Regions from separate parts of the Anser cygnoides genome. Here region 2 is linked to region 1. The links are chromatin contacts, called in public Hi-C maps. All regions are on one chromosome and are shown on one strand. The core of a region is the stretch at or near the end of the contact, and the rest is flanking DNA. Distances in the headings are between cores, read along the strand shown.

What was found. A called contact is a pair of places that touch in the nucleus more often than the background predicts.
Region 2: a Hi-C map of liver shows a contact between it and region 1, with 2.9 times the contacts expected there. The contact joins the enhancer-like site here to the promoter of RPL8 in region 1. A contact is called at or near these places in 3 of 7 Hi-C or Micro-C datasets (granulosa cells and liver).

The regions. Positions count from the first base shown.
Region 1 is chr1:120,340,553-120,345,371 of Taihu_goose_T2T_genome, forward strand. RPL8 (ribosomal protein L8) reads left to right here and starts at 2,981. Exons shown (of 6, transcript XM_048065838.2): 1 at 2,981-3,095; 2 at 3,395-3,538. The coding sequence starts at 3,401.
Region 2 is chr1:120,553,536-120,558,354 of Taihu_goose_T2T_genome, forward strand. It overlaps MED14 (mediator complex subunit 14), which reads left to right. Exons shown (of 31, transcript XM_013190909.3): 31 at 1,420-1,560. The coding sequence ends at 1,493. Among named protein-coding and RNA genes, the nearest start is that of ATP6AP2, 25 kb to the right of the region's middle. Within about 2 kb of position 2,851, at least 2 of the 3 cell types and tissues checked have open chromatin away from gene starts, as enhancers often do. A contact at or near this core is called in liver, where this site is marked.

The sequences.
Region 1 (4,819 bases), core at 1,731-4,230:
TTCCCTGACGTGTGTGCTTCACCTCTGCTACCCTGGTAGCAAGGATGGGGGGGCCGTGCCTCAGCCACCTCAACTTGATGTTGTAGCTTAAGCAGCCAAAGAAGGAAGTTGCTGCCAAAATATCAGGCTGTGATGCACAGCAGCTGTGGTCTGGACATGTAGCCTATTTTGCCTAGTGCTGTCAGATTCGATCCAGCTTCCCATACGCGTGTCTAGGAGGAATGATGCATGCACACAGAGGCCAAGGCTTCTGGAAAGCCTTGGACCTCTGGCCTTTGCATAGCCGAGTTGATCTGTGCAGATGTGCTGGACGTGCCCGGGTTATGTGGACAGCTTTCTGCTTGCTGCCAGGCCTCTGAGAGCTCTCAGGGAAACGAGCAAGTTCCTCAAATTCCAACAGAGAACTCTGGTGGAAAAAGAGGCCTTCTCCAGGGAAATCCAGCATGCTGGCCCGGCCTCTGCTCCTCTTTCCACACAGCTGTAACTCCTGGCAGAGAGGCAGGGCAGACAGTAAAGGCAGTAACATCTTTAGCCAATGCGCCAGAGCTGACGTCCCAAAGCCCAAAACCTCAGGCCTCAAGGCTGCAGCAGGGAATGGTGACGGCACAGCAGCGCTGCTGGTGGACAAAGCCAGGTGGCACCCACACGGGTAGGTGATGTTTCTCCATGCTTTGAGAAGCCCCATGTCTCACGCTGTGCTGTCTGGTGTGGGCTTGTCGCGCTGTGCCTCTGCCACTGCCACATCCTCCTCGTGCAGCAAAATCTCCAAAGGATGGGTTATGGGGAGACAACATCGGCCCAGGGAACGGGGTTTTGTGAGGAGGGAAACAGCCTCACTTCAAAACACAGCACCTCCACTGCCTCCTTGTCACTTGAGCAGCACGGTAATCATTGGTAGTGTCCAGGATTTCTTTTCCTTCAGCACCAAGATTCAAACAGTATCACACATAGTGACCTTGTTGAGACAAACCCTGTTTGGACAGTGTTTTTGATCGCAAATAGGTGTAAACTACTTCCTTGCATTTCTTCAGATCTGTCCGTATTTGAAGTTAATGCAAGTTAAACAAAATATTTAACTTTACTGTGAATTCAGTCCATACTTGGCTGGGTCAGGTAATATAATCCTCTCACTCCTTGATAATCAGTGTTTGGTCAAAGATGTCTCTTACAGCAGGAGAAATCAATTACAAAATTACACCGTCACTGATGCAGTTCTGACATCTATTTACATTTCTTCCCTGGGATGCCCAAACTCTGTTGAGGCTAGAAAATGGGGGAGGCTTTCAGTTTTGCATCCAGCTATGCACCCTAAGGAAAACGTGAGCCCATGCAGAGGTGAGGTCCAGATGCGTACCGTTCCCAGCCGCCTCCTGGTTTTCTCCGACAAAAAAACACTAAGAGCTGTTTTGAGCGATAGTGGAACTGCAACCCTGGGCATGCAGCATGCTCCGACCCAGAAAAAAAACACGTGGCAACACAGCCTGAGGAGTTGCAGTGATACACACGAGTAGTAACAGTTCAGCATTACCAGGAGGAAGGGCTAAAACTGCATCCCTTGAGATGGTGAGCCCAGAACTCTTCACAGCGTTGTGGTATGGACATCTCTAAAAATATTCAGAGTATTCAAAAAGGTGTGGGGAGGAACAAGGGACTGTTCTGGTTTCGGACTCACTGTCCATGTTGCAGCACTGCCTTAGCTGCTATATGTCTGACCAAGCCCGTGATATAATTGAAAGATTGCAACTTCCTGGTGATAGCAGTGCAAGACTGCACCATGAATTAAATAATAATAAAATGAATACAGGGTATAGTTGGTGCAGGATAATAAAATTAATGAGTGTACTAAATCATTACACAACCATGTCTCTTCTTGTGTAATTGATTACTAAGTCCTTAATTAATTTGCTACACAGAATGTGAAAGGGGAGTGACCAATGCAATCTGCTGGATTTATGGGTATTATTTGGAAATTCAGGTAGTTCCTTAAGGCTTGGACTCCTGTCAGATTTAGTAGCAAAAGCTAACAACACTACTGCCCCCACATCTAAGGCCAACAGGAACCGTAAATCAAAATCTCAAGTTAGTCACACTCTGCGTCAATGTAAACCAAAATCAGCAGCAGTTTGTGGTAGTATGTCAAGCTGTAATCTGTCAAACGGGGCTTCGGCTGAGCAGCTGGCACGCTGGCTGTGTGCTGGGGGAATGGCAACCTCCCGCAGGCAGCAGGCAGACAACGGGCTGTGCTGTCTTCAGCCACTGCGGTTAAATCTGACAGCGATCGTGAGTTGGAGCCCTCAGTATGTGGACATCCTGCCTGTAACTGGGGGTGTAACTCACGTTTGTCCTGACGATACTGATGTGGGAAAGCTTCGCTGTCAAGAAATTGGATGCTTAGGTTCAGTTTAAAGTGATTGCTTATGTGAGCCTACACTGCAGATTTGCCATGACCCAATCTCATGCAAAATAGCAGTAAAATAGAGCATCTGTAGCGAAAAGGTGAATTGGGTCAGCAGTGGCGATGTTTTTGGGAAGGAGAAGGGCTTGTGATGCTGAAGACCTAATGGGGTGTTAAAGGAGTTAAGGCACTTTCCATCGCACCTTTCAGGGCATGGCACAAACAGGTGAGGAGCACTAAGACAGTCGCCTCTGCTTTGCGGTATCTCCCAATTACGCCCTAACTAGTATTGGTAAAAATCTGACACAGGCAGCGTGAAGTGGCTGGAGGGTTTTTATTTTAAGTCACTTCCTAGCGTGAACAGCACAGTACAGAAACCTTAAAAAACAATGAATAAATAAATAATAATAAATAAAAAATAAAAATAAATAAAATAAAATAAAATAAAATAAAATAAAATAAAATAAAATAAAATAAAATAAAATAAAATAAAGTAAAATAAATAAAAAATCAGCCACCAGCCCCCTCCTGCACGCAGCAGGTTCAGCACCGATGACTCTTGGCCCCTCCCCCCTCCCCCCCCAGCCGCAGCCGGAACCGCCCGGTTGCCAGGCAGTGACGTCACCGCCGCGCGCCGGAAGGGCCTTGGCGCCGCGGTGACGTCAGCGCCTCCTCCTTTCCCAGCGAGGCCGCAGCGCAGGTAGGAGCGCGGCCGCCATCATCCGCCGCCATCCATCGCCGTCCGGCCCCGCCCGGCGCCATCGGGCCCTCGGCCGCCCGCCCCGGCACTGCCCGGGCCCTGCCCCATCCATCTCCCCGCGCGGGCGGGCCGGGCTGCGCCGCGGATGGCCGCGGGCCGCGCTGCGGCCTAGCCGGGCGTTAATGGCGCCGGGAGGGCCGAGGGGGGATGGGGGGGGGGGGGGGGGGGGGGAGGGAGGGGCGCTGCCCTGTCCTGCCAGGCGCTAACGGCCGGCACCGTCCCGCCGCCTCTGCCCGCAGGGCGCCATGGGCCGCGTCATCCGAGGCCAGAGGAAGGGCGCCGGGTCCGTGTTCCGCGCCCACGTCAAGCACAGGAAGGGCCCGGCCAAGCTCCGCGCCGTCGACTTCGCCGAGAGGCACGGCTACATCAAGGGCATCGTCAAGGTACGGCCGGGGGGGGGCTGCCCGCGGGGAGGCGGTGCGCGGCTAAAGGGGCCTGCGGGCAGCGGCGTTGGGTGGCCTGCGGCCCCCCCAAACCTCACTGTAAGGGATCTGCGGTTCTGTAGGTTGTGCTTAAAGCGGGTTCCTTGTTGTATAGCTTTCTGGTGCTTCGTTAAATCTGTTCCTTGAAACATGAAACTGCAAATCTATGGCTGCGTATCAATAGGAAAGTGGATAGCATGTAGGCAGCAGCACGGTTTTCTGTTAGAGCTTTGCTGATGTAGGAATATGAGCATGCTTCTGTGTCACCTAAAGACTTCTCTGTAATGCGTGAAACATGAGAGGGGAGTTGCCCTGATAGCAGGTTGCATCGTAAGAAAATAAAAAAAAAGCAATTATAAGCACAACCAATTGAAGCAAGGCAGTACTTCCACTTGGGCAGTGACCCAGTGTTTCAGGCAGCGTGCTGTAGCTGTTCTTCAGTTGTCAGTGACTGAGGCCCCAAGCAGTGGCACTGGGTACCTAGCTAGATGCCCCAAAACCTCGCCATTTCGTCATCCTTTCAGAACACGCTCATCTGCAGAGTGCAGGAAGGGTGGATTTTACACTTAAAGTAATTGAGGTTGATGAAAGAAGGAGGTAGGTAGCTTTGATTTAAACTTAAACACCTGAAGGTTTTGCCCAGTAGGACTGAAAAAAGTAGGAAACATGTTAATTGACACTAATGGAAATGGCTTTCCAAGATAATCTACACGTCTGAGGGGTTTCATCACTTCTCTGTAGCCTGTGCATGGTTGTGTGATGGAATCTGAATGTACAAAGATTTGTTCTAGATGGACAGACTTGACACTTTTCAGAGCAAAGAAGAAGCAATAAGTCTCTGCTTCCTCATTTGGGGGCTTAGATAATTTAGTATACTTAATATCAGCAGTTCAGAAACAATTCTGTGCTAAAAAAGACTTAGAGAAATCACTGCATTTGTCTAGCTCTGTCTCCACTGACAAATGCTAGCGTTTGGGTGATTCGTGGTGATGTTGGGCAGTTCAGTAACATCCTGTGGACAGGCCTGATACCTGCAGAACGTCAGGAACAAACCAGTTCGGATCTGGTCACTTTGAAGCAGCACACCTGGCCGGAGTCATTATTCTGCGCCGCGGATACTCGAGGGGGCGTTCTTACGAATGTGAATTTGTTTTCAACTTACTCACCCCAGGAGAAATCAAGGCTTCTCTGAGAAAGGGGTCTCCTCGTGAGAATTACCTTAATAGCGATCATCTTCAGTTT
Region 2 (4,819 bases), core at 1,601-4,100, 210 kb after region 1:
TTTTATGTGAACTGAGATGGAATCGATGTCCTGGAATAACAGGGTTAAACTTGAGCTCTAAGCCTACAATCTGCGTTATGTAGTGGACTGATGTCTGGTAAGGAAAGTCCCTACTGATGCAGGAGGTGACCCGTAGAGAGGAGCTCAAGGGACTTGTGTGATATTTCTTAAAACACTTCACCACTGAGCATTGCCTAATGTCTGGTTTTCAGTGATGCAGTGGATGGTATTTTAGCCCTGATTTGTAGCTTTGATATGATGATGACTTGCCCAAAATAATCCTGGGAGTCACTAGTTTGGCAGTTAGGATTAATGCATCCCCACGTGCTCTGCTCTCATCTCTTTGCTCACACAGCTCCTTCTTCAGCAACAAAATGCAGTCTCTTCTGCTTGATGCTTCTTGAAATATGCTGGAACAATTCAGCCTGCGGTGACAGGGTACAATAGTGGCTATTAATTGTATGCTGTTATCAGGAATAGTAGATGAAAGTTACTTCTGTCTAATAATGCTTGATCTCTTGTTGGGCTATGTAAATCCTCTTGATTCTGTTGGTTTTCATTTTTAAAGCTATTTCAGAATGTGTGTGTCTTTTTAAAAAAAAATATTTGAAACTTGAGACAGCTATGGCTGACTTTTTCTGTTTTCAACAGTTTTAAGCAAAGTTTATTTGCTCTGCGTTTTATTTTGCAGCTTAGAAGCCAAGGCTAGAACCAGAGCAATTCAGTTGGGTGGGAAAATAAAATAATACAATTAATTATAAAAAAAAAAAAAAAAAGAAGACTTATGCCCAGTCTTGAAATTAAAAGTGTTTCCAAAACTAGACTTAGGACAAAAGAACATTTTCCAGCTGTTTCATACTTGAGTCTTCTGAAATGTTTAGTTTCTGTTCTTAATCAATGCAAATGGAACTTGAAAAAGGTTTTGGTGTTTTGTCTTGATAAAATGTAGCACTCTTGATTTATAACATACATACAAATATGGATTGCAGTGCCATATGTGATAAATTCTATCATAGACTCATGACACTCAAAGCTATTAAAAGTTCAGAGCTGCTGTCAGTGGCTTCTTGCAATTTCGTGACCAACAGGAGGAAGCTGAACTTTCTTCACTTGAAATAGTTTCAAATCCAGACTTCCCTGGAGGTCACTGGAATTTGCAAGTTGCAACCACCGGTTATTGTGAACCCCTTCTATCATCGTTGTGTTAGCTGAACTTGTAAATTATTGTGAACTCCTCCCTGTATTAGGCTACGACAGCAGGTAGTAGCCACACTGTAAAGTGTGCCAGCAGGCAGAGGGCACGTCCCAGCATGGAGGGAGCGCGAGTAGCGCGCTTCCTTGCCTGCTTGTTAGAATTAAGCCCTGCCTGTTGCTCTGCTGTTGCGTGTGATGCTAACATGTCTTTTTTCCCTGTTCCAGGTGAATGCACAATATTTGCAGCCGTTCGGGATTTGATGGTTAATCTTACGCTGCCCCCTGGTGGGCGTCCATAGACACTTTTAAAAGAAGGCTGAAAATGAGACAAAACAGCAAAAAAAAAAAAATCTCTCTGAAATTAAGCCTTCAATTAAAAGAGGACGTTCTAATTTTACTTTTTTTAAGAGCTAACTAATAAACTGGCAAACTTTCAGGGATGCACTTTCATCAAAATGAGTATCACCACGACTTTTGTATAGTGCTGTTGTATAGTGTGTTTTAATGGGAGACACTTCAGACTAGGTAATAGATTGAAGTATCAGCTTGCTGGTAATAGATTTAATATTCTGTTTTATACTATACAGAGTATGAAAATGCCAAACTTGTTTGTTTTTTGTTTTTCTTATGTTTTGGTGTAATAGTCTTTTTTTAAGGCAGGTCTGTCATTTTTGAATACTGTAAAACTGTGACAAACTTTATATTGAAGCTGTATTTTAATATGACTGCTTTGAATCCTTAAACAATTTATTTGGGCTTGTTGTAAACATGTCCCCAAAAAGCAATATTTAATAAACTGGATTTAAAAAATATTCTTAAACTGGATGTTGTATAATCTTAACCGTTATTCCTTTTCTGCTGTAGTTGCTGGCCAGATCTCTTGTACTCACCTACATGGCTATCTCTATATGTGACCCCACTTCCCCCATAAGCTGCTAATTTAATATATATATATATATGTATTTATCCTATGGTTTTGGTTGCTTCTAAGCCTTCAGAAAACAATGTTTATTCATTCTTGTTCATTCTTATTGTATAAGTATCCAGTAATTACTTAGTGCTTCATTTCCTACGTTTGTAAGGAACTGCATTTGTTCTGTCCCCAAAGTCATGTTTAGTGATAGGAAGCACCTTTTTTCACCTGTTTATAGAGCCCTCAGACACCTCAATAATAATAGGAGAAGTTATTAATCTTATTGTAAAGGCAGGTAAGGTAGAAGCTTGAATGTATGCCACGAAATTGGAGAGGACGATCCAAAAAAGCTGAAGATGACCAAGAAAATAACCATAGAAACAATCTCACGCTTACTCTTTGAATTGGATGTGGGTAACTTTGTGAGTGGTGACTGATGGCTGCTGTTGTAATCAGAGAAAATTTCTGTCCTTTAGAATTAGTCTGTCATTTGATCATTTGTCTTCATGGATTAGTATGCTCAAATACTAAGCAGAAGGATGTTTCAAACTAATTTTAAAAATCTTTTTGGGGTTGTATTCTAGCTTACCTTGCTAGATTTGAGGCTCCTATTGCCCCTACGACCGTCACAAGGCTTCTTTCTTTATTCTTGAATGAGTCTGTCAAGGCTCTTACGTTATTTACAATCATTTCATTGGATTCTGCTTCAGACTGCAGCCTTGAGCCCGTGGTTTTGAGTGTTGGTACTCTATCAGTAAGTACTGTTCTAGCTTGGTTGTATCTAACAGGTGATTACAGTTTGTTTCTGAAACACAAAACTTATCCACTGGAGTGAAAACCCTGGCAATCTTTAAATGTTGTTTCTGCTAATCAGTTGGGAAAGGTTTTGTAGTTCTGTCTTTCTCAACTAAACCAATGCCATCAGATTGAGAGGTGGGTGTCTGAAAAAGACTGGATATTTTGCTGGAGATTTGGGCTGGGTTTGAGGTCTGAGCATTCCCAGGCCAAAACGAAGCTTTCTGCTATGCAGAGAAATGTCTGCTGTTGTTTGTGCACGTTGGCAGCTGAGTGTACTGGAGGACAAAGGCCCCACTGAACTTCAGCACTTGAAAATAAACGTGGGGGTGTCCCCACAGGGTGGCGAGAAAACAACGCATGTAAACTAGTGACAGGTGGTTATGAGGTGATATTCCCAACCTGAGACTGTGGGGAGATTAATGAATTTTCGTGGCTCTTTGTGTGTGTGTGTATATCTGTATATACACCACTTCTGTTAACGTGCACCACATCTGAAGCCTTTATCCTAAATAATTTCTGAAAGAAAAACACTACTAGAAAAAGGAAGCATTTCCCACAGCCCAGCAACAACTCAGTGCCTTTCAGAGAAGTAACCTTGGGTGTTTACAAATGTAGTTTTAATTTTCATTTTTCATGTGTTCAGTCTAGTTTTCTGGTAGCCAACCAAACGTTCAGATAAGGAGCTGAATCAAGGTGAGATTTGTTTGAATTCAGTTTAAATCGCTTGTTGTCCTTGTATGTTTGAGTGTCCTGCAGTTTGCCTCTGAGATTGCAAATGTTTTAACTGAGTTTTCAAAGACTGCAGGAAACAAGTTCTGATGGTGAGTATTTGAGACAAAACAAAGCTTCATAAAACCAGAAGCTGTTTTTCTTTCAGGAGCTTTAGTTTGTCTCTAAGCATGTGTTTCATCTATTAGTCGAAAGTTACTCCAGGTAGTGGGCATTTTAAAGCAAAATCTACGTGGAAAAATAGCTACTACAATGGACTACTGGGAGAATAATTTGGATCGTTTGCGTTAGATGTATGATTAAACTGTCAACAATGTCATTTCAGAAGTTGTGGTATGCCAGCTATTATTTTAGCTCAAGTGGTTATTGTTCTCGTTGCCCAAATTTTCCAGATACTTACAGAATTTCAAATGTTTTTAAGGTAAGAATGCGTTTCAAGAAATTAATGTGGAATTGAAATGTGTTAACTGCATAATATCTAGGCTGTAGTTTCAAAGCCGTGACTGTTGTATAACGCTGTCATAATGTGAGAGACGTGTACATAGGTTAAATTGCATTGACTTCAAATACGTGGGCCTTTTCCTAAGACATCCCTAGAGCAGCTGATGGTTCATGGGCTGGGTAGATCATAAGCAGTGTGCTTATTTTTGGGGAAGTGTTTTTAAGACCTCAAGCTCGTCTCCACAAACGCCACGAACTGAGGAAGCGGTGCTGCGGTGCCTGACTGTGTACTCCCAGCCCCGCACGTTCTTCCAGAGCAGTAATTAGCGTCTTTGGGAAATGACCCCTTGTAATAGATTTTAAAGGAAACGTCTGGCTGCTGCTGGGAGAGATAAGAGATGCTGAGTGAGGAAGGATTGTGCTGGGGGCTGTGAGGAGCAGCACAGCTGCAGACAGCTGCCATCGCGCAAGACAGCTGTGTCCCTGTGCACAGAATGGGGTTTGCAAAGGGGCCTCTGGGGGTGGCAATTCCCTTTAATTTCTGCAAACATCAATTCATCTTCTGTTCGTCTGAGACCTGGAATCATGCTCCTTGGGCCTAAAATCAGGTATGTAGAGATGCTCTCCACTACTGTGTTCGTCTCCTGCTGCAGATGGGTGCTTAAAGAACAAAAGGTTTGCTCCCCACCACCACCTCTTGCTGTCTGCAGGTTGGGCACAGTATGGCACAGGCCACTTGCAGCT